Regions from separate parts of the Mus musculus genome. Here regions 2 and 3 are each linked to region 1. Evidence: chromatin contacts called from public HiChIP or PLAC-seq and promoter capture Hi-C data. All regions are on one chromosome and are shown on one strand. Each heading gives the region's core, a stretch centred on a gene start, on an enhancer-like site or on the middle of the called end of the contact. The rest is flanking DNA. Distances are from core to core; before and after follow the strand shown.

Region 1 (4,419 bases), core at 540-3,039:
CCCTGAAAAACTAAGACTTCACCATGTATGTGCAGTATAATGATTATCATAAGGATGAAACTGAGACCACCCACTTGGAAAAATAGGCTGAAAAGGAAAAAATTACACTATTAGCAGCTGTAAGAAAATGAGTAGATTTCTCGTCTCTCTGCTTTCTGAAGCTTTCACCGTTTTAGTGAGAATGTATTACTGTCAGAAACACGGAAGTATGAAAGTACTTGTCACGTGTTTATCTATGAGGGCAAGTTCATTCTTTCCCACATGTCAGGTTACAGATGTAAGCCCTAGAGCATCTTGTTTCAAGTCATGAGCTTTCTGATCTGAACTGTTTTAATTCATGACGATTGCTAACTAGGTTGTCAAACGCTTACAAAAGGAAAGAGTAGAAAGAAAATCTTTTGCAAAGAAATCTGTAAATAAGAGATTCCTGATGAAACTGTTCTTATCTGGGATCCTTGAGGAATGCTAGCATTACATAAGCATGTGGGAAGAGAGAAATGTCACACATGATATGATGCAAAACTCAATTTCCTATTACTCCATTAAAAAAAAATCTAGTAGGAGGACCATGGTATATTTGTATATAATTCATTGACAAAGCTGATTTAATAATCATGTGTTTTTCACACATGTTAGTATTTTATAAGTCCTACCCCCGACCCCTAGTTCCGGCCCTGATCCACCCTGTCCCAGCCCCAGCACCAGGTCCCACCCCTGTCCCAGCCCCAGGCCCCTTCACCTTGCTTTAATCTTCTGCATAAGCAGAAAAGGAGGAAGGAGAGGAAGGGAAGAAGAAATTGAGTTTGGTAATCCTCGACCAGGATGCCAGCCGTTCTGAGGCGATATTATCAGTCGCATTATCGGTTCTAGAAAAAGCATGCTCAGTAACATGAAAACATGCTCAAATTATATAAGCATGTGCAAATTGTTATGATACTGAGCAAGATCGTGGATAGATATATCCAGTGATTCACAAGCAAAACCTCCGTTGTTTCTCAATTTGGGGAATGATATTCTCCAAAATGTTTATTTGTTTCCAGTCTTTTTTGCTCCATTGTTGCTTTTAATAACATTTTTAGGCCAGCAATTTACTTAAAGAGAAGAAAGAACTGAGTGCACAGAACTGTCCTCTGACCTAAGGACATAAATGTGTCTACTGAAGTATTTTATCATGAGTATAACGACAACCCCAGTACACAAATTCCTTCATTTGCTCGTGGCAGTTTCTTAGAGTTTTTCTCTTCTCTTTCTCCACTCTAACTGGAGGAACACCACTATTTCCATCATCGCTGACCAGAAGGCTCCTCATCTGACTTTAAAAGTCTGAAAGACTGAGTGTTGGAAAAGAATAATCTCAATGTTGCAGGAAGGATCACATGAATAGTGAGGAAGTAACTCCAAGGCGATTTCCTTTTGCAAAGAGAGTGCATCACATCCCGAACAGGGCCAGCACGGGAGCCTGATGGTCATCCCTAGAGAAAGGCGGCAGCGACAGTTGGTTATTTCTCTTCGATTGGGCGGTCAACCTCGCAGACTAGTTCTGATTGGCTAATTTGGAAAGCTGCAGGAAGGAAGCAAAGGAAAGAAGAGAGGGACGGGCTACTGTCCAATCCATCCGTTCCAGGGATTTAGCAGGTCTTGTGCATAAACAAAAGTTTTACCAGGTAGAGTTTGAATCCCTTCACACATACATTTTTACAAGGTAAGAGAGGTTTTGTAGAATACTGGTGCTTGGCAGGCTAGCTGCCTTTGATGGGGGAAGGGAGGATTTCTCAAGAGCAAAGGTCAGGGGAGGCCACTAGGGGAGCCCAAGTCTATCTTTGTTTTAGCTCGGGCACTGTGAATAACAAACGCCCTCTTCTCAAAAGGAGGCAGAATATGGGAAAAGATCCTTCTCAAGTCTGATTTCTCATAATCTCCGAAAGGAAAGCCTTCTACATCCTGCTTGCTAAGCCTCCCATAAGGAAAAATTACTATTCATTTGCCTACGCTCACACATTCACACAGTTTCCTCTGGATTCTAATCTTCTCGTAATGGAGAACAAAGGTCTTCACAGTACTACTAGGCTTTGCCCTCTAGTTCAGGTTTAGAAACCGCTGGGCTCTCTTGCCTCTGGGCGAGCCTGTCTACTGCATTTCACAGAGGAGGAAGAAACGAAAAGCAGAGGAAAGACTGTATAGCCCTAAGCTTTTTTTCTTCACTTCTGTACGATCTGCCTAGGAATCCCCAAAGCAAGTAGAAGATAAATAAGCCCTGGTCTATTCTTCCTTTGTTTGAGATTTAACTCTCAAGGAGATTTCCTTCAAGGATTGGATTTGAGGAGGCCTTTTCACTTTGTATAGATGATTTGAGCAGATCATTTGCATCTATAAAGGGACGGAGGAAACCCTGAATGGTGGCCACTTCTATAGAAGAAACAGTGAAGGAGCTTCGTGAATTTATTCTACCCTGCGCATGGGAAAAGCACAGAGTAGAGTTTTCAGGGCCCAAATATCATCCCTAAATAGCTATAGCTCTCTTTGCAATCGCTTCACGTCACCAGTTTCAAAGCTACAATCCCCGGAAAACAAAAATTCCAGATAGTCTTAGTCATATTCTCTCTCTCTCTCTCTCTCTCTCTCTCTCTCTCTCTCTTCGTGTGTGTGTGTGTGTGTGTGTGTGTGTGTGTGTGTGTGTGATCCAGTATTAAATACAATATTAACCCAGTGTAACCAGCAAGTCAAGAAAAATGATAACTACAAACTGAAAACCTTGGAGCCTCTTCTATCAACAGATTTCTTTCACAAATCAGATACTGCTCAAGCTATATGTTCTCATTTGTTCTCAGTTAAGTGATGCTCCCCTTATTAAAGCCAAGTAGACTTTCCTAAGAGAAATAACAAAATAAAATGCAGAGCAACTGAACAACAACAACAAAAAAAAATGATTACAATTAAGGAGATAATAAAGAGGAAAAGAAGAGCAGACATAAATCACAACAAATGGAACAGAGGCAAGATCCAAGTTATAATACCATACAGGTCTATTTATGATTTATATATCATGGGCTAGGAGGATTTTTTTTTTTCACTGTGGAGGAGGGGCTGTGAACAAAGAGTGCTCATGCACACCCGGGGAACAGTGTCAGATTTCACACACAGAGACAGCAGAGACTCTGCGGACCCGAGTAACACAGCAGCTCTCCACACTGACAGACAGAAGAGCTTCCCTGAGCCCCTTCATCTACCACCCGGCCACAGTACCACCTCTACCCAAAGCCTCGCCTACACCCTTCAAGCACAAAGATCAGACACATTACAAAAAGGAAAGCTCTGGCCACAGGGAAAGCTAGCTGAAGATAAGAGTTCTGTGGATGTCAGAGAGTATTAGCTTTATTTTTATCAGGTAAACAATAGAGATCATCGAGGTGTGTACGTGGGTATCTGATAAGAAGCCAGGTGTAACTCAAAATGCCGGACTGCCTATCCTCTTTCTCCAGCAATGAAGAGCCCTCTAGGGATCACTATTTTTATTTTTTTTTTAAGATTTATTTCTTTTCTTTTCTGTGTATGTGTGTTTTGACTGCACATACATGTACGCACGTGTACCACACATGTGCCTGGTACCCAAGCAAGCCAGAAGAGGGTGTCAGATTCCTTGGAACTGCAGCGACAGATGACTGTGAGCCAACATGTGGATGCCAGAATTTGAACAGAGTCCTCTGGAAGAGCAGCAATGCTCTAACCTCTGAGCCACATCTCCAGCCCTAATTCTTGCTTTTGGAAAGTAGTAGGTGGGACAAGGAAGGCTTCCAATCACATGAAAATAAAAGTCAGATGACGTGAGACCTGCAGAAGAGTGCTGAGATCGAGTTGTTCCGTGATATTGTAAAAACTGATAGACAGCCTCCATTTTGGATGCAAATACAGAGGCAAGTATGCAAACACCACCATGTGTCCTATACTGCCTATAGTATACAGACTAATAAATAACTTATCCTTTAAGATAGAAGGGGCACCACTCTATAAATTGCCTATGGTATATGGGACTGTGGGAGCACAGGGAAATATTAAAATTTATGCCAGAAAAAACTAGGTCCAAGAACTTATCACACACATCAGACTAAGGAAAGGATGCAGACCCTCACCTGGATTGCCAAAGAGGAGAGCAGCTAACCTTATGATGGCAGCAGCCTGCTAACCTGTCACTGACCACCTGATGTGTGTGTCAAAGCACAGACTCCTGACTATCCCAGGAGTCTCAGCTCCCCTTTGTCCCCATGGCCGATTCCACCTATTTGACCTTCCAGCCAGCCACTGCCTATTCATCTGGACTCCATCTTTCTCTTTTCCTCTACATTTTCCATGGTCCCACACCTTGCTTTTATGGTTCAACTTGACTGGGCAGCCTGATTCTACAGCAGCAGGAGTCCAACAAAC
Region 2 (4,419 bases), core at 922-3,421, 450 kb after region 1:
TGTATTCCTGCATAAAACATCATAACCAAGAAGCAAGTTGGGGAGGAAAGGGTTTATTCAGCTTACACTTCCACATTGCTGTTCATCACCACCAAAGGAAGTCAGGACTGGAACTCACACAGGGCAGGAATTTGGAGGCAGAAGCTGATGCAGAAGCCATGGAGGGATGCTGCTTACTGGCTTGCTTCCCCTGGCTTGCTCAGCTTGCTTTCTTATAGAACCCAGGACTACCAGCTCAGAGATGGTACCACCCACAATGGGCTAGGCCCTCCCCCCCCAACCCCCTTGATCACTAATTGAGAAAATGCCTTACAGCTGGACCTCATGGAGGCATTTTCTCAAGGGAGGCTCCTTTCTCTGTGATAACTCGAGCTTGTGTCAAGTTGACACACAAAAGAAGCTCATGGGGAATGCACTAAGAGGCAGGAATTCTAGGATGGAAAAGTACATTATCTTAAAGTAAACCCATGTTCCCAGGAGTGGTCCCCTAGCCAGGTTCACTGGACCTTCCCCACTGGATTAACCCTTGAGGAAGTAGACAAGGGCCTGTCTCAATCTGGAGCTAGGTTCAGATCTTAAAACAGTTGATCTCACCCCTTCAGGAGCCTGCCAATGCGGGAAGTCACTTCTAAAATGACTGTCCTTTTTCCAAACACTGTTGAGACACTTCTTGGAGAGGTGTTCTTATTTGGTAAAGGTGTGTCACGTACACATGCGCTCGAGTACACACACACACACACACACACACACACACATACACACAGGGACCGGAGAACTCCTTGTGAGCTGCCTTCCCTCACCCCTTGCCCCCAGACATTTGTGTGCATGTGGAACATGGAGAACAACCTCAGGTGTCATCCTCTGGAATGTCACCCATCACCCTTGAGACAAGGTCTCTCCTTGGCCTGGAGCTTACTGCTTAGGCTAGACTGGCCGGCCAGTGAGCCCCACGTAATCCTCCTGTTTCTGCCTCCTCAACACCGAGATTATGAGTGTATGCTACCTCATATACTGGCTTTTTACGTATGTACTGGGGATCTAAACTCAGCTCCCATGCTTACACGAGCTAGCCCTTTCCCTCTGCCATCTCTCCATCCTCTAGTTGGTAACTTTTTATGAAGTAGTGGCATCTAATTACACAATGGACTCTGTAGTGCATTAAATACTCTCCTTCCCCAACAGCCATCGGTCGTTGCCAACAGCTCCTCAGGTAGGTGAGGGTCTCATGAGGAAGAAGAGAGGGGAGGGGAAGGAGGAAGGGATGGAGGAAGGAGGGAGGGAGGAAAGGAGGAGAAGAGGGAGGACAGGGCAGAAGCTAAACCAAACTAACCCAGAGAAACAAGGAAAAGAACTAGCATCCCAGACAGCTCTTCCTCAAACACTGAAGTGAGGATGCAAGGCATGCCCCTCAAACAGCCAGAGAAGGGGATACGGATAGACATGGAGAGATTAAGGGTTGACTCTGCCACTCAAAAGTGCAGGAGGGGCCCCAAGTAACCAAACTCCCAGAAGACTGATAACTTCATTCTATTGTCTTTTGATATACTGAATAGAAGCCAGAAAAAATTGGGCCCCTATAGATCTTTTTTATTGATGTGTGATGCAATTGTTTTATAGCATCATCAATAAGGGGCTGGGAGAATACTTATATAAGGACCCCAATTTCAAATTCCTAGAACCCATATAAAAAGCCAGTATGGTTGTGGCCCTCTATAACAGCACCAGGGAGGGCAGGGCGGGGAGGGGCACTGGGTTTCGCTGGCTGCCAGCAGAGCTCCATGTTCAGTAAGAGACTCTTTCTCAAGGGAGTAAGGGGACAGGGATACAGAGAGCACCTGGGGTCCTCATCTGACTTCTGGGAATGTGCATAGGGCATAAGCCTATGTGCATGCACACACACACACACACACACACACACACACACACACACACACATTTACACACACACACATATACCTCCACATATACAATACATAAATACTTAAAAAAACAATTCGCACTCCATTTGCTTCCAGCCACACACAAATAGTCAGCTCCCCTCCCTACACTGAACAGCAGCAGTAAAAACAGCCTGTTGCCTGAAAGTTTCTCACCTCTGTGTTCCTTGGAACTTTCCGATTCCAGGTCCCTGTGCGCTGGCTGGCTGTCTCCCCACAGCCCTCTGGCAGCACTGGGGGCCTCTCTCCTCTGAACTCACCTTTTAGAGCGGCCTGGCCCCTTCCCTCCCCCCACTCCTTTCATCTCACTTCTCCAGACTGGATTCATTAAGGAGCCACCTGGCGTTCTGAGGTCACACCCCCTCCAAAACAGCCCTCACCGGATCCCTTGTTAAAGAGAAAATAACAGTGTTCTCAGAGAGATTGAAGCTGCCAAGCCTCCGAGTGCCTTCTTTAGATGGGTGACCAGAAGAACACCAGCACTGAGAACTTAAAACTCCCAGAGGGTCGTGGCAATAGGAGAGCCATGGGCTTCTCAAAGGCACTTAAAGCTGGTCTATTCTGTCAGCTGTCACTGGTTTGAGCATCCCCTCCACTGCCCAGGTCTTACAATCCCTCTTCTATAGTCTAGAGAGGTGGAGAGCCCCCTATGTGCCAAATGTGCCTGTGTTTGCGTTCCTCATCATGTACATCATTGGACAAGAAATGGAATTATTCTCCCTGCCAAGTTCATAGAAGATTTGGGCATTGCTTCTATCAACCCCAGTCAATCTTGACACAGGTCAGCAGATGGGGTCTAAAAGATAAGATTCTCAAGCTTCGGGAAGATGGCCAGTGGATAAAGTGCTCACCACACAAGCATGAGGACCTAAGTTCAAATCCCACAGAAGCTATGTAAAAGCCAGGCACAGTAGTGTGAGTCTATAATCTCACTGTGCCTATAGCAAGATGGAAGTCAGAGACAGGAACTTCCCTGGAAGCTCACAGGCCAGCGAGCCTGGTGTACCCAGTAGTCCTCTAATCTCCATAAGTGTCATGGAAGACATGTGCCTGCACCTGTATACACTAACACATGCAAGCATACTCCCATCTAAAAGGAAATTTTGAATACAATCAGCTCTTTATGTAAAAAGGACTTAGTCAACTGTAGAGCATTACAAATGTGACTTAGTCTTACTTCTAGGGTTTCGATAGAGTTGGCAGGTCTTCACCTGGATTCAGGCCATTTAGAAAGACCAGTGCACACTTTCCTCAGGCACTTGCGGGAACACCAGTCCAGGGATCCTAATACATTGGTTCTGGGCTCTCAGTCCCCCAACTATGAGGTAGTCTCCGCCTTTGTACACTGTTCCCATAGCTCACCATGCCTGCATCTCCTGCTCCAGTTACCCCAGCACAGTGTGTGTTGACAATAAACAGCGCCCCAAGCATGATGTCATGTGGTCATGTTTCATTTCTCAGGACTTAGCGATGCAGAGAGCCAGGCTGGGCCTCCCTCTCCCACAGAGGGCATTAGCTGTGCTTCCTCCTGTGGGGTGACAATATTTGAGAGTCCCTCAACTTGTAATGCTAAGCCCAAGACAAGGGGGAAGAGAAGGGAAAACAAACTAATCCTGCCCTGGGGATTAGGTTGTGCAACCCCATTGTTCGGCCTTGGCGTTGGCCTTTAAATGCTGGTGCTAAATGTTAAGGATTAATTTGGAATAACGACATCTTAAACAGTGAATAAAGCAGACATTTATTTTCATGATTATAACACTTGAAATACTGCAGGAACTTCAGGTGAGGGGGTTCCTGCCTGTCATCTCAGCATTTGGGAAGTAGAGGCAGGAGGAACCTGAGTTCAAAGTCAAGGACATCCTTGGCCGTGTGGTTATTTCCAGAACAGTTAAAGCTAGAGAGACCTTGTCTCAAACAGAAAGGAAGTAAAATAAAAATAAACTATCACAGGAAGATGGTGGTCAAGTGTCATGTCCGCCCCCCCCCCCCCCCCGTTTCCCAGTTATTTTAGTATTTGATCATGAAGACTACACATGAAGTCCGAATGATTCACCAAAGTAGCCCCTCAGTTAGGTGGCTAAGTCCTGTTAAATACTGCACCATACACAGCTTCACACTGCAGACAGCCATTCAGAAGGACTGCAGCATGGGACACCTGGCCTGGGCTGATGTCAGAGACAAGAGTGAGAGCTTCTTCAGCTGTCGCCTGCACCAGGATACAGACAGACCTACTCCTCAGCTGTGCCTTCCAGGACGTGCTTAAAGGAGAAGGGGGAGAACTTGGAGCCAGCCCCCTCATAGAACTTGTTCTGGAATTCCACCCTGTGGTGATAGGGAAGAGCAAGAAAAGCAGACTGAAATGCCAGCTAGAAGCAGGCAGGCAGGCAGGAGCAAGGCGCAGAACACCATGGGAACCAGATGACCTTTTGAGCCTCCTTACCACCTCTTTTGAGTCTTCCTCCCACCTCTCTTCCCCAGACTT
Region 3 (4,419 bases), core at 789-3,288, 260 kb after region 1:
CACACACACACACACACACACACACACATACACACACTCACTGTATCTGAAAGACTCACCATGACTTAACAAAATTTACTTTATCATAGAAAATCATCCGCATTAATTTTTATAAACATATAGATGTTTATGTATATTGTTGGGCATCTTCCTATTTCTTAATGGTGCTACAGGAAATCATACAGATAAGGCGTCTTCAACAGTAGAAATCCATTTCTCACAGGCCTATAGAGGCTAACTGATATGTTTATAAAAAGATAAAAAGCAGAGGGATATGTTTTGATGGATGTGTGGTGAGGTATGGGGGGAGGGGTGCCTCCACCCATGCTGAGCCATCCCTTTTGCCTGAGGAACTAGCCACACAACAATATAGTATAGAATATTTTTTTCAGGGCATGGGGAGGGGAGTTAAGAGGGTAGTAGAGGCAGAGAAAGGCAGAGAAGGAGAGAGAGTAGAGCAGTAGAAGCTGGCCATGAGCACGTGGAGAGAGAGGGGAGATGAGAATGGGGAAGGGGGAAGGAGTAAAAGGACAGAGAGGGCAAGAGCAAGAGAGAGAGGAGGGACAAACAGCCCCTTTTATAGTGAGTCAGGTAACTGTGGGGCAGAGCATACCTGGCTATTGCCAGGTAACTTGGGGTTGAACTTAGACAAAATGCTAACACTAACAAGTCCAATTTGAAGGCTCTGTCCAATTATACCTCTGAAAGGTTCTCTTTCTGGTGTGTAGACCTCCCACAGGCCACATGTAGCCTTTCCTTGATGTTGTCAAGTTTGCTGAGAGGAGGAAAGCTCTATCTGTCTTCCTCTTTTGAAGGCATGGATCTAATGGAATTGAGCTTGACATACATATAGTAAGAAACACATAATTTGTTTTGTCTGTTAAGGGCCAACTAACTCCATTTTTCCTCCTTTTTTAGTGAAACATAGTGTTAGAATTTGCTTTAAGCCCGGCGTGGTGGCACATGCCTTTAATCCCAGCACTCCGGAGGCAGAGGCAGGCGGATTTCTGAGTTCGAGGCCAGCCTGGTCTACAAAGTGAGCTCCAGGACAGCCAGGGCTATACAGAGAAACCCTGTCTTGAAAAAAAAAAAAAAAAAAAAAAAAATTTGCTTTATTTCTATGTAGTTCCCTGTGGTGTTTCTTCTGTAATCATGTCCAAGCTTGTGGTTTTTTTTTTTTTTTTTTTTTTTTTTTTTGGTTTCCGAGTCAGGGTTTCTCTGTGTAGCCCTGGCTGTCCTGGAACTCACTTTGTAGACCATGCTGGCCTCGAACTCAGAAATCCGCCTCCCGAGTGCTGGGATTAAAGGCCAAGCCTGGTTTTTTGTTTGTTTTTGTTGGTTTTGTTCGTTTGGTGTGCTTTTTACTTGTTCTTCCTTTATAATCTTGTGATTTACATGTCCTAAGTTGTTTCTGTTGTTTTATTATATGTTACAAGAACTGGCTGACCATAACACCATAACATATATCTTTTCCCATAATCATAAAAATAGCTAACTAATTTACTAACTGCAAAAATTCTGCTTTTGCGCCGGGCGGTGGTGGCACATGCCTTTAATCCCAGCACTTGGGAGGCAGAGGCAGGCAGATTTCTGAGTTCAAGGCCAGCCTGGTCTACAGAGTGAGTTCCAGGACAGCCAGGGCTATACAGAGAAACCCTGCCTCGAAAATCAAAAAAAATAAAAATAAAAAAATGCTGCTTTTGCAATCAAAGGTCAGACAGAGCCTGACTATAAAAGGTTCCCTTGCTTTTTAGTCAGGGCTACTTCTCACTCCTACTTCCAGTGAGATTGCAAGTTTAGTCTAGCCATAAAAAAAATTTCACATTGAAACATTCCTGTGTTTGCTCCTGGTTTTTCTCATCACAATGTTGTCTTAGTTATTTTTATATTGCTGTAATAAAAGGCCATGATCCAAGTAACTTGGGGAAGAAAAAGAAGTCAGGGTAGGAACTCAAGGCAGGAGAGTGGAGGCAGTGAATGAAGCAGAGGCCAGAGGCCATGGAGGAAGGCTGCTTACCGGCCTGCTCAGCTTCCTTTCTTACACAACCCAGGCCCATCTGCCAAGGACCATTCCCTCTCACATCAATCATTAAACAATGAAATGCCCATACACTTGCCTACAAGATGAAGGTATTTTCTCAATTGAGGTTCTCCCTTCCCCGAAGACTCTAGTTCTAACAAATTGACATAAAATAATTAACCAGGACTTGTGTTTGTCCCAGTTCCTGACACCCTTGTAAGGTCCTGAATGACAGAGATAAAGGGAGAATATTTTATTCTAATATACCTTTGGCTTTGGTGGCTTTCAGAGACGCTGCATCAGAATCCTTGGAATTTCCTGAGTGATAGATGAGTACTGAGAGCCTTCTGTTATTCATATTGAGCTTCTTCCTCCATGCATAGGTGAGAGTCACCTAGGGCTCTTTCAAGGTAAACACCTAGTAGGGGAATTGGTACTTTCCCCGCCCCACCACCTCTGTTAAGGGACAGGGGCCAGAAATGGATTCAGCCTGGACAAAGATTTAATCACCTGTGTAATGAAGCCTCCATAAAAACCTATAACTGATAAGGTTTGGAGAGCTTCCGGGGTGGCAACAAAACAAAACAAGTATTGGGGGAACAGTGCCCCCTGTGCAACCACACCTCCCATGATCGCCTGACCTCCCTGAGATTTCATCTTTGTAATGCATCATAAATGAATGAAGCAGTGTGTTCTGGAGGTTTAGCTACCTGCTCTAGCATGGAAAAGGATGGTGGGTGAATAAAGAAAAAAGAAATAAAAAGGAAAGGAAATGTCATGGCTGCTCCTAGCTGTGGTGAAGAAGAAACTTTATTGTGAATAATATTGTGTTGTAAATATATTCTTAAGGTCTACGATGGTTAGATAGGACTGGACTACAAAACATCCAATCCTGCTGGCTATAGTGGCTCATGCCTTTAATCCTAGAGCTTGGGAGACAGAGATAGGCAGATCTCCATGAGTTCAAGGCCTGCCTGGATGACACAACAGCCAGAGCTACATAGTGAGACCCTGTCGTTCTAGGGAGTGCTATCAATCTCTTTACCTCCTCGTTCTTCTAGTTCCTGGATGCGTTTTTTCCCTTCCTTCCTTCCTTCTTTCCTCCCTCCCTCCCTTCTTTTCTTTCTTTCTTTCTTTCTTTCTTTCTTTCTTTCTTTCTTTCTTTCTTTCTTTCTTTCTTTCTGTTGTTTGTTCGTTTTTGGTTTAGTTGTTTAGTTGTTTGTTTTGAGACAGGGTTTTGAGGGACCCTAAGGGCTTTTCCAGTCCCAAACCCTCCTTACAGCTTCCCCCTCCTGCCTCCGGTCAAGGCTAGGCCAAGTTCTATTCTCCATTAACAGGAACAAACTTGAGTAAAAAATAATTAGAATGTACTGACTGATACCCTCTGGAAAGTCCCAGGTATAGTTCAAATGAGTGTCGTGCTTGCTAGCCAATAGATTTAAAGGTTGATATGCCTAGCCAATAAGTTTGAACTATAACCTTGCTGATGTAACCTGTGCCCCTAAAAAGTATAAAAACTGTTTGTAGTAGCCATTCAGGGTTGCCTTCTCGTCATTCTCCCAGAAGGACTGATTGAGGGTTGACCCCCCCCCCCCCAACTCAGGAAAATAAACCTCTTGCTTTTGCATTGATCTGCATCTTGGTGTCTCACTCAAGGGCATCTCGAAGTAAGTACCACTGACAGAGGGTTGGGGTCTGACAGTTTCTTTATGTAGCCCTGGCTGTCCTAGAACTCACTTTGAAGGCCAGGTTGGTCTTGAACTCACAGACATCTGCCTGCCTCTGCCTCCCTCTTTCTGGGATTAAATTCAGGTACCACAACCATCTGGCTGCTTGTTTGTTTGTTTGTTTGTTTGTTTGTTTTTTGTGAGACAGCTCAATAGTTAAAAGCACTAGCTGTTCTTCTAGAAAACTTTGAGTTCAATTCTTAGCACTCACAACTATCTATAATTCAAGTTCCAGGGAATTTGATACCTTCTTTTGGCCTCTGTAGGCAATAAATGTACATAGTGCACAGACATACCTGTAGGTAAAACACCTATATTCATAAAATAAAAATAGCTTTTCAAAATAAGAACAATAAAACAAAATTATAGCAGGAAAACCAGACACAAGGGCTTTTCAGACATACCAGAACACGGGAGAAGTGTAAGTCTCTTACTTGGATCACATGCAGGGATAAGGATCTAACATCAAGATGGCAGAGATTCCCACTGTATTAGTCAGGGCTCTCTGGAGTCACAAAATCTATACAATGAATCTCTCTATATGTATAAAAAGGGAATTTATTGGAATGACTTACAGGCTACAGTCCAACTAATCCAACAATGTCTAATTGTGAACAGAAAGTTCAGGAATCTACTAGTTGCTCAGTTCCATAAGGCTGGGTGTCTCAGCTG

The links. Promoter capture Hi-C pulls out the DNA fragments that hold promoters and counts their contacts. HiChIP or PLAC-seq counts read pairs in DNA pulled down with a chosen protein or histone mark.
Region 2: a contact with region 1 is called in a promoter capture Hi-C map of liver, with 9 times the contacts expected there. The contact joins the promoter of Svopl here to the enhancer-like site in region 1. A contact is called at or near these places in 20 of 39 promoter capture datasets (the 3T3-L1 cell line, 3T3-L1-derived adipocytes, the C10 cell line and 12 more), 2 of 15 datasets of contacts at CTCF or cohesin (CD8 T cells and pro-B cells), 17 of 484 Hi-C or Micro-C datasets (CD4 T cells, CD8 T cells, bone marrow-derived macrophages and 7 more), 17 of 115 datasets of contacts at active chromatin or transcription factors (differentiating embryonic stem cells, embryonic basal ganglia, embryonic fibroblasts and 10 more) and 5 of 9 other capture datasets (adipose tissue, embryonic stem cells, liver and 2 more).
Region 3: an H3K27ac HiChIP or PLAC-seq map of embryonic stem cells shows a contact between it and region 1, with 23 read pairs. The contact joins two enhancer-like sites. A contact is called at or near these places in 9 of 39 promoter capture datasets (the 3T3-L1 cell line, 3T3-L1-derived adipocytes, the C10 cell line and 4 more), 2 of 15 datasets of contacts at CTCF or cohesin (the NIH/3T3 cell line and large pre-B cells), 55 of 484 Hi-C or Micro-C datasets (the 3T3-L1 cell line, the AML12 cell line, B cells and 35 more), 30 of 115 datasets of contacts at active chromatin or transcription factors (the 3134 cell line, PVALB interneurons, T-cell acute lymphoblastic leukemia and 19 more) and 3 of 9 other capture datasets (adipose tissue, embryonic stem cells and liver).

Annotation. Positions count from the first base shown.
Region 1 is chr6:37,590,777-37,595,195 of GRCm38.p6, forward strand. No RefSeq gene overlaps it. Among named protein-coding and RNA genes, the nearest start is that of Gm33429, 62 kb to the left of the region's middle. Within about 2 kb of position 1,790, at least 120 of the 459 cell types and tissues checked have an H3K27ac peak or open chromatin away from gene starts, as enhancers often do. A contact at or near this core is called in 3T3-L1-derived adipocytes, CD8 T cells, adipose tissue and 12 more, where this site is marked.
Region 2 is chr6:38,044,825-38,049,243 of GRCm38.p6, forward strand. Svopl (SV2 related protein homolog (rat)-like) reads right to left here and starts at 2,172. Exons shown (of 16, transcript NM_177200.4): 1 at 2,094-2,172. It overlaps Atp6v0a4 (ATPase, H+ transporting, lysosomal V0 subunit A4), which reads right to left. Exons shown (of 21, transcript NM_080467.3): 21 at 3,659-4,259. The coding sequence ends at 4,166.
Region 3 is chr6:37,855,358-37,859,776 of GRCm38.p6, forward strand. No RefSeq gene overlaps it. Among named protein-coding and RNA genes, the nearest start is that of Trim24, 13 kb to the right of the region's middle. Within about 2 kb of position 2,039, at least 13 of the 459 cell types and tissues checked have an H3K27ac peak or open chromatin away from gene starts, as enhancers often do. A contact at or near this core is called in embryonic stem cells and stem cell-derived epiblast-like cells, where this site is marked.